Regions from separate parts of the Bos taurus genome. Here region 2 is linked to region 1. The links are chromatin contacts, called in public Hi-C maps. All regions are on one chromosome and are shown on one strand. The core of a region is the stretch at or near the end of the contact, and the rest is flanking DNA. Distances in the headings are between cores, read along the strand shown. Region 1 overlaps EFNA5 (ephrin A5). Region 2 holds the start of EFNA5 (ephrin A5).

Region 1 (4,923 bases), core at 1,169-3,668:
TCAGTAAATAATTCATGATGCTGACCTACACTGAGATTTTCCAGCGCTCTGTTTCTGCATCACAGAATTGCTATAGCAAAGTATTTATTAATAACCCTGGTTTATTGTCTCAGTTCTTCCAAAAAGGCTTAAGCAGCCGGTGTTCCGCACATCCTGCTTTGTCCTCAGCACCCTGTCTCCCCCCTGCTGTCTGTCCTGCCTGGATGGCCTTGCTGACTTGAGATGGTCCAGTCCAGTTGCTCAGTCGTGTCCGACTCTTTGTGACCCCGTTGGAAAAGACCCTGATGCTGGGAAAGATTGAAGGCAGGAGGAGAAGGGGACTACAGAGGACGAGATGGTTGGATGGCATCACCGACTCCATCGACATGAGTTTGAGCAAACTCTGGGAATTGGTTGATGGACAGGGAGGCCTGGCATGCTGCAGTCCATGGGGTCACCTTGAGATAACTCCTGTTCACATTCTGACTCTAGGAAGCCTTTTATCTCCCAGGGTATGTTCAGAATCCCATCTCAGAATATAATTGCAAATTTATGCGTCTGTCCCCCTCTCTGGGCTGAATTCTGTGAGCAGGAATTGTGTCTTAGTTATCGTAGTACTCAAGTCCGACCTGATACCCGTCATTTAGGTAGGGCTCACTGAGGTGAAGGCTTTTGAATGACAGACTGAAGACATATCACATGAGATCGTTCAAATAGTAATAATTATAATAATAGTGAAAATGTAAAGTTGTGAGGGAAAACAAATATATCAAAGGTAATGTCTTACTCTAATTGAGCCCTAAGCTGCCTGGCAGCCAAGTCCAACAATACATATAATTTGACCAAAATATAGTAGAAAGCAATGTGGTGTAGAAAGAGCAGCATAGGATTCAGGGGGAAGGGGAAGGGGATTTGAATCTTGACTTCATTATTCACTAGTGACCTTGGGCAAGTTCTAGGGTCTTTCTTCACCTCATTTATTTCATCTGCAAACCGGAAAGAACACCTACTTTATAGAGTTATTCTAAAGAATAAATGAATGAATGTGTGTGAATTGCATTTAGTTCCTGCTCAAGACTGAGGTAATTCAGAGGGTTACTACGGGTTGTTTTTTGTTTTAATTGGTAGACTTTACTTTTTAAAACAGTTAATTGCTATTTTTCCTTCCTTTAACTAGATAACTTGTTAAATTATATAGAGACTTGAGTTTGATCCCTGGGTTGGGAAGATCCCCTGGAGGAGGAAATAGCAACCCGCTCCAGTATTCTTGCCTGGAAAATTCCATGGACAGAGGAGCCTGGTGGGCTGCAGTCCGTGGGGTCGTAAAGAGGTGGGCACGGCTGAAGTGACTGAGCTCGCACACACACGGTAAACATACTGAGAGGGTCAGAGACCAAGAGCAGGGCCTCTGTCTGCAAAGACTGCCTGGCCATGTTCTAGCACTGCTGTGATGTGCAGTGTTAAGTGGCAGGTGAACTTTCTTTCCGAAAAGATAGCTTGAGATTTAACAAGTCAGTGATGAAGTTAGAGCAGGAAGAATCATGTAAGTTATGTTTCTTTCAATAGCGTTTGGAATTTAGAATGTGCACACTGTTGGATGGCTTCACCGACTCGATGCATGTGGGTCTGAGCAAACTCTGGGAGATAGTGGAGGACAGGGAAGCCTGGTGTGCTGCAATCCGTGGGGGTGCGAAGAGTCTGACCTGACTGAGCGACTGAAAGCAAGTAACACTTCGTTTAAAAAAAAAAAAAGGCAGGAATTTTCAAGCAGAGTTGAGTGGGTCACTGGTAGCTTGACTGAAGGGTCTGTGAGTCTGTGGACCCAGCTGACACCTGTGCACAGGGGAGTCAGTGAACAGGGTCTGACCTGCAAAAAGGGGTGCCCAGCTGGAAAGCAGGGTGGGTGTGAAGGGGAGCAGCAGACAAGGGCTGAGCCACCAGGCGCAGGGTCAGAATGGACATTCAGGGCCGTGCAGGTTCTGGGGAAGCTCTCTGCCTGTGTGAACTGCATTTGTTCTTAAAGGAAGTGGACTTTAAAAGCCCCAAGAAAGTTCCTGCGGGGCTATCTGAGACAACAGCCAGGGGGCTCGCTTGGACAGGAGACAGAAGTAATGATGGGTCAGCCCCCGTCACAAGCCGTAGGCAGGCCGGATTGATTTGCTGGATCAAACGTCGTCTGTTCAACTAACACAGACAAATACCCCGACCACTGGCCTGGTGGCAGCAGCAACCACTCGGTTTCAGGTCATCTCTTCCTAAAACAAACTGCTTTTCAGCTCCCTCAAGGCTGAACCGGAACTGAAAAGGTTTTGCTTCTGTTTGCTGGGCTTCTGCGCCTGCCACATGTTACACCTTTGCCTGGATGGAATGCGCTGTAGCCCGCGCTTCGCACGTCCCAGCAGGCCTGCCTAGGCAGGCGACAGTGGCCAGCAGCTGGCTTCCCCAGGAGCTGACTCACAGCCGTGACATTACCTAAACAGTCATTACTGACTTTTGTCTTCCTTCAGTGCTTAGGCAAGTTTCAGCCTGTTAGAAAAGAGAGATGTAGGAAATGGCCTACAGCCCTGGGATAAAAATATATGCCACACCCTAGCTAGCTTAGGTTAAATTAACTTTGGATAGATATATATGGACATCTTTTAGGAGCTGAACCATACACTCACCCCCTCCCCCTGAGCCCTTAATTAGCCCGCTGCATGTGGAATATGGACCTGTAGCCTTCCACGGGGTTCCTAATTCTTCCTGAATTAAGAGTTCTAAGTTAAAGGGACAGCTAATAGCCCTACCTTGTCCTGTGTCTATTGAAGCTAAAACTGTGTTAATCAAGCCACAGCAAGGTATGGAACATTTCAGTGAATGGCTTTTCTCTGCAGGAAGTGCTCAAATTCAGAAGATTTGGCTGCACCCAATCAGGGCAACTGTACATTAACGTCGTTCTGAACACATGCTAATGCCAACCGGACCAAAGTGTTAGTTTTACAGATCGTTACGGTGCTTGTGAAAAAGAAGAATTAACGCTGAGTTAAATGGAGAGAATTATCCCTTAGCAGATATTGCAGCAATGAGCTTTAACAGCAAAAAAAAGAAAGAAAAGAAAGACGGTTTTGGGTGGTGTCTTATATTACATGCCTATATGTTGTCCAAGGGAGGTGGAATCAAGATAAGATTAGAGGCAGAGAGTGAGAAACTTTCTATCCTAATCTGATACAGCATTTTAAATAATTTATTTGATAAAAGCAGTGCCCACTTGTGATTATATATAGTATGTCAGGTCTTCCCTCAGTTAAAGCTTTTCAAGGAAAATGATGGTCAGATTTGAAGACCACATAGTCACGGGTTTCCAGTGTGGCTGGCCAGTAATTCCTTATCCCACAAAGAATTTTAAAAACGTGCCAGCTTGAAGGAGGTCAGAGGCTAAAGCAGGGAGGTGTTTACCGTGCCTTTTTTTTCTATCTCACTAATAGACTGTTGACGTGGGTCTTTTGTGAATTCCCAGGCTAACTGAATGCATTAATGATCTGAGCGAGGGGAGGAGCAGAGCCTGCTTAGATTTCAGCGTATCAGGTTTTGTTTAATTTCAGTCACTGGTTTGTTGATGGCGAGTATTTCACTTGGATGAAACGCCTCCTCCGAGCGAGCTCTGAGATCCTTGGGTCTGTGTGTATAAATCATCTTTCCTGCCACGACACCCCAGCCAGCAAAGCCTGTCGACGCTGACAGGGACCAGCTGTGTAAGGCCCTGAAAAGACATTAGGTTTTGACATCAGCTGACTGACTGTTACATTTGGAGGCGCACCGGTGGAGGGCCTGAGATTTTGTCGAGTCCGTCAGGTAGATGGAAATCACATTTAATGTTATCACATGCCTTTAACCACTTACCTGAAGCTAAGCCCACCTCAGTACATGGAATTGAGCTCAAAATAACCTAGGTTCAGCTCTTGAGATCTAAATACCTCGCTCGCTGTCCATCTCACCTTGTCTCTGCTTTTTAGCCAAGGCAGGAAGAAAGTTTAAGAACTAAAAGTTATATTACAAAACAGTAATAGAATGATTTTTTCCTGAAATGTTTTCTGCCTTATATCAGCCCTACCCTTCTATAAATATACTAAACATGATAAATTTATGAGCAAGTAAAAGCTTAATAAACATTTTACATTCTCACACTAACAAAATGCCCTTAAATTTATCATGGCTACTGAAAATGTGAGTATTTGCATATTACAAAATTCCCCTAAATTTTCACTTTCAACAGCTTAACTTCTGGAAGTTTTCTGTTTCTAAATCTTGAGGTTTAAAAATCACTAACATAAGAATATTAGTTGAAGTAGGTTACCATTCTAAGTAAAAGATGATCTGCGTGAAGCTGATGGACAACTGAAATCATTTAAAATTTAAAAAAGGAGCAGATGCCAAAGTAGGACTTCAGATGATGAACTGATTTTAATGTAGCATTTGGAAAGATTATATGTTTATTCCAAACCTTTATTTAAAAAATTAAACTATATTTTTATTTATTTTCATGAATATTTAGGTAAAAACAAGTAGAAACAGTTAAAGAAACAGTCATTTATCTTAGAACATTTTCTCATTGAGTTTAGCATACATGATTTTAAAATAACTTCTAAAAAGAGGGTTATAGAATTTTATGACTTCAATTTTCCGTCTTCAAAATTTCGGTGACGAAATATGAATACATGTTTACTTTTAGAAAGCCTGAGCATCAGCATTAACTGCGGAGTGACAGAAGGAAAATGTTCACCCTGATGATGAAGGGAATTACTGGCTTTGTTCACGTTGGAATCCCTTTAATGTTTGAAGAGGGGGTTAATGGTGATCTGCATTCATACAGCTGTGCATCCATCACACACACGTACACACACACACACACACACACACACACACACACGCTGGCATTCTTGCCTACAGGCTGCTGAGAGCTGATTA
Region 2 (4,923 bases), core at 848-3,347, 210 kb before region 1:
GAGACGGATTTCGGCTTTCCGGCGGCAGGGTGGGATAACCCGTTCCTTTGTCACTGAAGAACCCCCTCGTCTCAGGTAAAGAGACCATCCCGCAGCCCAGACGGAAAAAAAAAAAAAAGTCAGCATCCAAAGGGTTACGCGCAGCACAGCTGGGTTCGCGCGAAGGAGAGGGCGCCCGAGCACTCCCAGTAATTCAATTAGTCAGGTTTCTAGAAGGTGGGGCCCGGGATGGGGAGGGAGGGGGGGTTAGGAGGCGTGGGGAAGGGAGGAGATTAGGAAAACGCCTCTTTTCTCGTGGAGCAGACCAATCGGGTTGGATAGAGGGAAAAAAAAAAACCGAAAACCCCGATCGGTAAGCAAACAGCAGGCCGGGGCCAGACTGGCTGCTCCAGCCGCTCCCCACCCCTTCCCAAGTAAACTGCAAGGGGTGGGGGTGGAGGGGGGGGCGAAGAAAAAAAATCAGCCCACATGACCCGGGCGGCGACGGCGCAGGCTGCAGGCACCTCCCCCTGTCGGGCCGGGCTCCGCGCCGCGGCCCCCGCGCACCCGTCCACGTCCACGCGCGCGGCCCCGAGCTCCCGCGCGGCGGCGGCGGCGGCGGCTGTCGGCTTTACACGCAGGTCATTAACGAGGGGGCGTGCCCGAGGAGATTTTTTTTTTTTTTCCCATAAAGCATTTTCTCTCTCTCTTTTTCCTCCCCTTTCTCTCTTTTGCAAAACTGACTTTTACCCCTTCCCACTCCTCGCCAGTCGTTGCAATCCCTCCCGGGCTGCTCGTGCTGCCGCTGCTGCACTCAAGTTTATTTTCCCGCCTGGAGAAGGTCTGGGGATTCTCTTGGTGGTTTTCACACCCTCGCTGCTGCTGCGCCCGAGGAGGGAAAGAGGAGCCGCTGCTGGAGGAACTGGAAGGTTTTTCTGATGTAGTCATCGGGGAGGTGCCACGCGCTCGTGCGCTCTCTCTCTCTCTTTTCTTTCTTTTTTTTTTTTTTTTTCCCCTCCTCCTTTGGCGTTTCCAACTGATTGATGCATCTCTACAAGTTGCCGGGCTTGGGGTGGAACCGGTCGGAGTCGCAGGGACACTTCTGAGAGCTCCCCCCAGCGCTCTCGGCCCCGCAGCTGGGGGGCTCGGTCTGGCTCCCGGAAGGCGATCGGAGACTTGACATCGGCCCGTTCGGGAGTTGGAGGGGTTCATCTGCGAGGGGTCGTTTGCCCTCCCGCCCCCGAGCCTCACAGCTGGGTTGGCATAGCCCCGCGGGTCTCGGCATCCCAGCTCCGCCCGGCTGGCTGGTGCGTAACCTCTGCTCTCCGCGCGCCCCGGTGCACCCGCTCCCGGCCGAAGAAGGCACGCGCGAGGGGTCCCCGGGACTCAGCCCGCGGCCGGGTGTCGCCTCCCACCGCCGCCGCAGACGGACTCCGCCGGAGGAGGGGTGGGGGACCCGCCCGAAGACACGGGGGAGCCAAACTTTTCTTGGAGGTTTGCGAAGCAAAACGTCTCCTCCAGAGCTCCGCGGCCGCTCCCCCAGCTCCAGGACGCCGGTGGGGCTGGCCGCTCCGTGACTCCAGATCCCGCCCTTCTCGGCGTACCGCCCCGCGCCCACCGCGCCTGGGACTCCTCCGAGATTTCCAGGGCTCACCCGGCTCGAAAGCACCGAGGAGGCGGGGGAAACGGGGGGTCCTCCGACTGCCTGGGACCAAAGGCGCGAAGCCCCCCCTCCGCCCCCGCGCAATCCGCACGGAGCTCCCCTCCTGCAATTGCCGCCCCCCGCCCCCCCAAAGGCTGCCAAAGTAACTTGGAGCGAAGCGGGGCGCGGTGCCCAGGGCCCCGGGCGGCGGCGGAGCCGTGCGCAGCCCGCGCCGCCGCCGCTGAGCCGGGCCCGGCGGGCCGGTGTATGTCTCCCCGCGGCCGCGGCGCGCCCCTCGCGGTGACTGCGCAGCGTGCCGCCGCCCGGCCGGGCGCGCACCGCCCTCTGCCCGGGTGACCGGCCCGCCGCCGCCGCCCGAGACCCAGCTTGGCACCCCTTCCCCCGCCCCCGCCGCCGCCGCCACCGCACACACACACGCACGCTTCTCTCCATCTTGCGCTTCCCTTTTTTCCTCCCGATCCCTCCAGCGGGGCTGCGAGTTTGCCTTGATCGCCCCTCTACTCCGTCGCCTTCTTTTCTTCTCGCTTGTCTCCCCCCGCTCTCAGCTCGCTGCGCGCCTCTCGCCCCTCTGCGTTTGTATTTATTCATATTTATCTGGCCCCCGCTCGCTCGCGCTCCCCCGCACTCCCTGCGTCCGGATCCCGGCTCTCTCCCCGGAGTGGCGCGTCGGGGGCTGCGCCGCTGGCCAGGCGTGATGCTGCACGTGGAGATGTTGACGCCGCTGTTTCTCGCGCTGTGGATGTGCGTGTTCAGCCAGGACCCAGGCTCCAAGGCCGTTGCCGACCGCTACGCCGTCTACTGGAACAGCAGCAACCCCAGGTAGGGCGGCGGGGGGTGGGGTAGGGGCTGTGGGTCGGAGAAACGGGGCTCCCCGGGCCTCGGGGGCCCTGCGGACGGAGCGGCGGCGCCCGCCGGGGATCCGCGCGCCCTAGCCGGCCGCGGCGCGCGCGCTGAGTCTGCGTGGGCTCGGGCGCGGGTTGCTTGGGAGGCGCTCGCGGGAAGCGCGCCTCTCGTGGGCCCCCTCTTTGTTGGGGTGCGGCGGGGGAGCCTGGGTGCCCCCTGGGCGTCCCCGGGGCCGCCCGGACTGGCGGCTTCTGCGCAGCGCGGGGGAAACGCTGGGAAAAGGCGGGAGCCCGGGAGTGGAGACTTCGCTCTTGCACCCGGGCCGACTGGCCGGCATCCGGATCCAGGCGCGGGGCTTGGGCGCGGAGAGCCTTGGGCGCAGCGCCGCCAGGGGCTCCCTCCTGGAGCCTGGCTGCGCAGGGATTGCGGGGGAGAACCCGCCAAAGATCCTCAAAGTGTGTGTGTGTGTGTGTGAATTTTTCCTTCCCTTTTCCCCCGATGCGCTCGGAAGGCGCACTGGCTGGGGGCAGGGAGGGGGCCCGGGAGGCGGAAGCTGGAGGTTTTTATTTTCCTCTTTTAATTGCGAGGAGAGCAGGCGGCCCCCCCAGTCCGTCTGGTCCTGGCGCTCTTGGAGGTGGGGAGGACGCTCCCTCCTCCTGCGCCTCCGGGTGGGCGCAGGGGGCCAGAAAGTTGGATGGAAGGCCGGGTCACGGCAGGCTGGCCGAGCTAGCTGCCCGAGTTGCCTGCCCCCGGAGGTGGGAGCCCTGGGTCCGGAGGCTGGCGGCGCCGCCGGAGGCACGCGGGCGGTCACCTGGAGCCGGTTCTCCGGCGCCGCCCGAGCCCGCCGGGGACGCGGGGAAGCCGGAGACTCGCGCCCCGGGCCGCCCGAGCGCTCGCGCCGGCCACCGGCCGCAAGCGGACGCTCCTGGCTCACAGCCCCGGGACGTGGGGCGCGGGGGGGCTTGTCCGCAGGGCCGGGAGGCCCCCTCCGGGTCCAGGGCAGGTCGCAGCTCTCCTTTCGCCCGGGCAGCAGTCGGCCCCGCTGGGCCCACTTTGCTCTGCGTCTCCGGGACCGAGGCCGGCTTCCAGCGGTGGGCTGGTCTCCGCGCCCTCCTTGGAGGAGGGAAACAGCCTCGCTTATACCGAAAACCCCAGCTTTTTTTTTCCCCCCCCCCCCTTCCCCTGGGCTGGAGTGGAAGTTGGGAGGCCAAGGAAAGAGTTCGCGGTCGCTGCGCGCGTGGGGAGAGGCGCTGGCCGGCGCCTTAGTTTTTCCTCGCTCCCCGTGGCCCTCTCCGCCGGCCTTTGTTACTTTGGCACCGGAGGGCTTCCCCCTCCTGGAGGAAGGTCCTCTCCGCTGCAGACAGGGAGATCTCCCTGCTAGCGGTCCACCGGCTGAAAAACGGGGAGAGAGTACCCCCCTCCCACACACACACCCCTGCTGTCCCAGGAAAGACAGTCACACCCAGGTAGCCCCAGACTGATAGCAGCGCCTGGCCCAAGAGCAGACATCCCTCAAAGTTTGGCTGTAAAAAAACACATCTCCTGGAGAGGGTGATGGGATGGGAAACTCATTTCTTCTCTGACATGCCACTTACCACTATTAGGAAAAAAGACAAGAGAACCATCCTGCCAGAGGAGATGCCTTTTATTAAAGCTGACAAGACAAATAGGGCGAGCTTTCCAGTTGTGATGGTGTTAAAAGCAAGTCTCATTATGTTGGTTGGTTTTATTCCCCTTTGGGCTTTATTAGACAGCATATTCGAAAGAGAGGAATTTATATTTTAAACTTTAGTGCCTTATTAAATAAAATAGCAGTGCAATTGGTTCGTTGAATTTGGGACATTTTGCTCTTGCTTGTCTTTTCTTTTCCCCACCCCAAACTTCACAGGGTAATCTTTTTTTTTCTCATGGTATTCATTTATTGGAATACTAGGGAGTTCCACTCGTCCTGGAAGCATCAGCAACGTCCCCAGTCTACCCCTCCTTCTTAACCTGTCAAGCTAGTCTGAGTTAGTTTGAGGACATTTTATCTTAGGTTATCTCTGTTTTATGCTTTTGATACTGTTGTTTGGTTTGAGATTAGCACATTGATTTTTGTCACAGGTCATGTTTTTTAATAGATCTGCCCTGCCTGCGGAAAACTCTCTTGTTCAGGATGCCATGGTGTCTTTGAAGCTGCCCAAAGTTAATCTGTAGAATTTTAAAATACCAAGAGTATTCTCCGAGTCAGTGTTCTAATTTGAAGCTTGTGGAAATACTGTTTATTTCATCATTATCAATTTGATAATGTTTAAAAGGAAGAATGATGTACTCCCACCCAAGAGATTCAACTGTAATTTTAGTATTCTTAGAGATTTGTGACTGTGTTTCTCTTTATGTGTTACTGCAGTAAAACTTTTAAAAAGTAATATTTTAAAGCTAGGTACCGGTAGGCAGAT

The links. A called contact is a pair of places that touch in the nucleus more often than the background predicts.
Region 2: a contact with region 1 is called in a Hi-C map of liver, with 2.7 times the contacts expected there. The contact joins the promoter of EFNA5 here to the enhancer-like site in region 1. A contact is called at or near these places in 2 of 11 Hi-C or Micro-C datasets (liver and skeletal muscle).

The regions. Positions count from the first base shown.
Region 1 is chr7:106,572,011-106,576,933 of ARS-UCD2.0, reverse strand. All of the region lies in intron 1 of EFNA5 (ephrin A5), which reads left to right. Among named protein-coding and RNA genes, the nearest start is that of EFNA5, 210 kb to the left of the region's middle. Within about 2 kb of position 2,418, at least 16 of the 102 cell types and tissues checked have an H3K27ac peak or open chromatin away from gene starts, as enhancers often do. A contact at or near this core is called in liver, where this site is marked.
Region 2 is chr7:106,782,395-106,787,317 of ARS-UCD2.0, reverse strand. It overlaps EFNA5 (ephrin A5), which reads left to right and starts at 2,097. Exons shown (of 5, transcript NM_001076432.1): 1 at 2,097-2,461. The coding sequence starts at 2,337.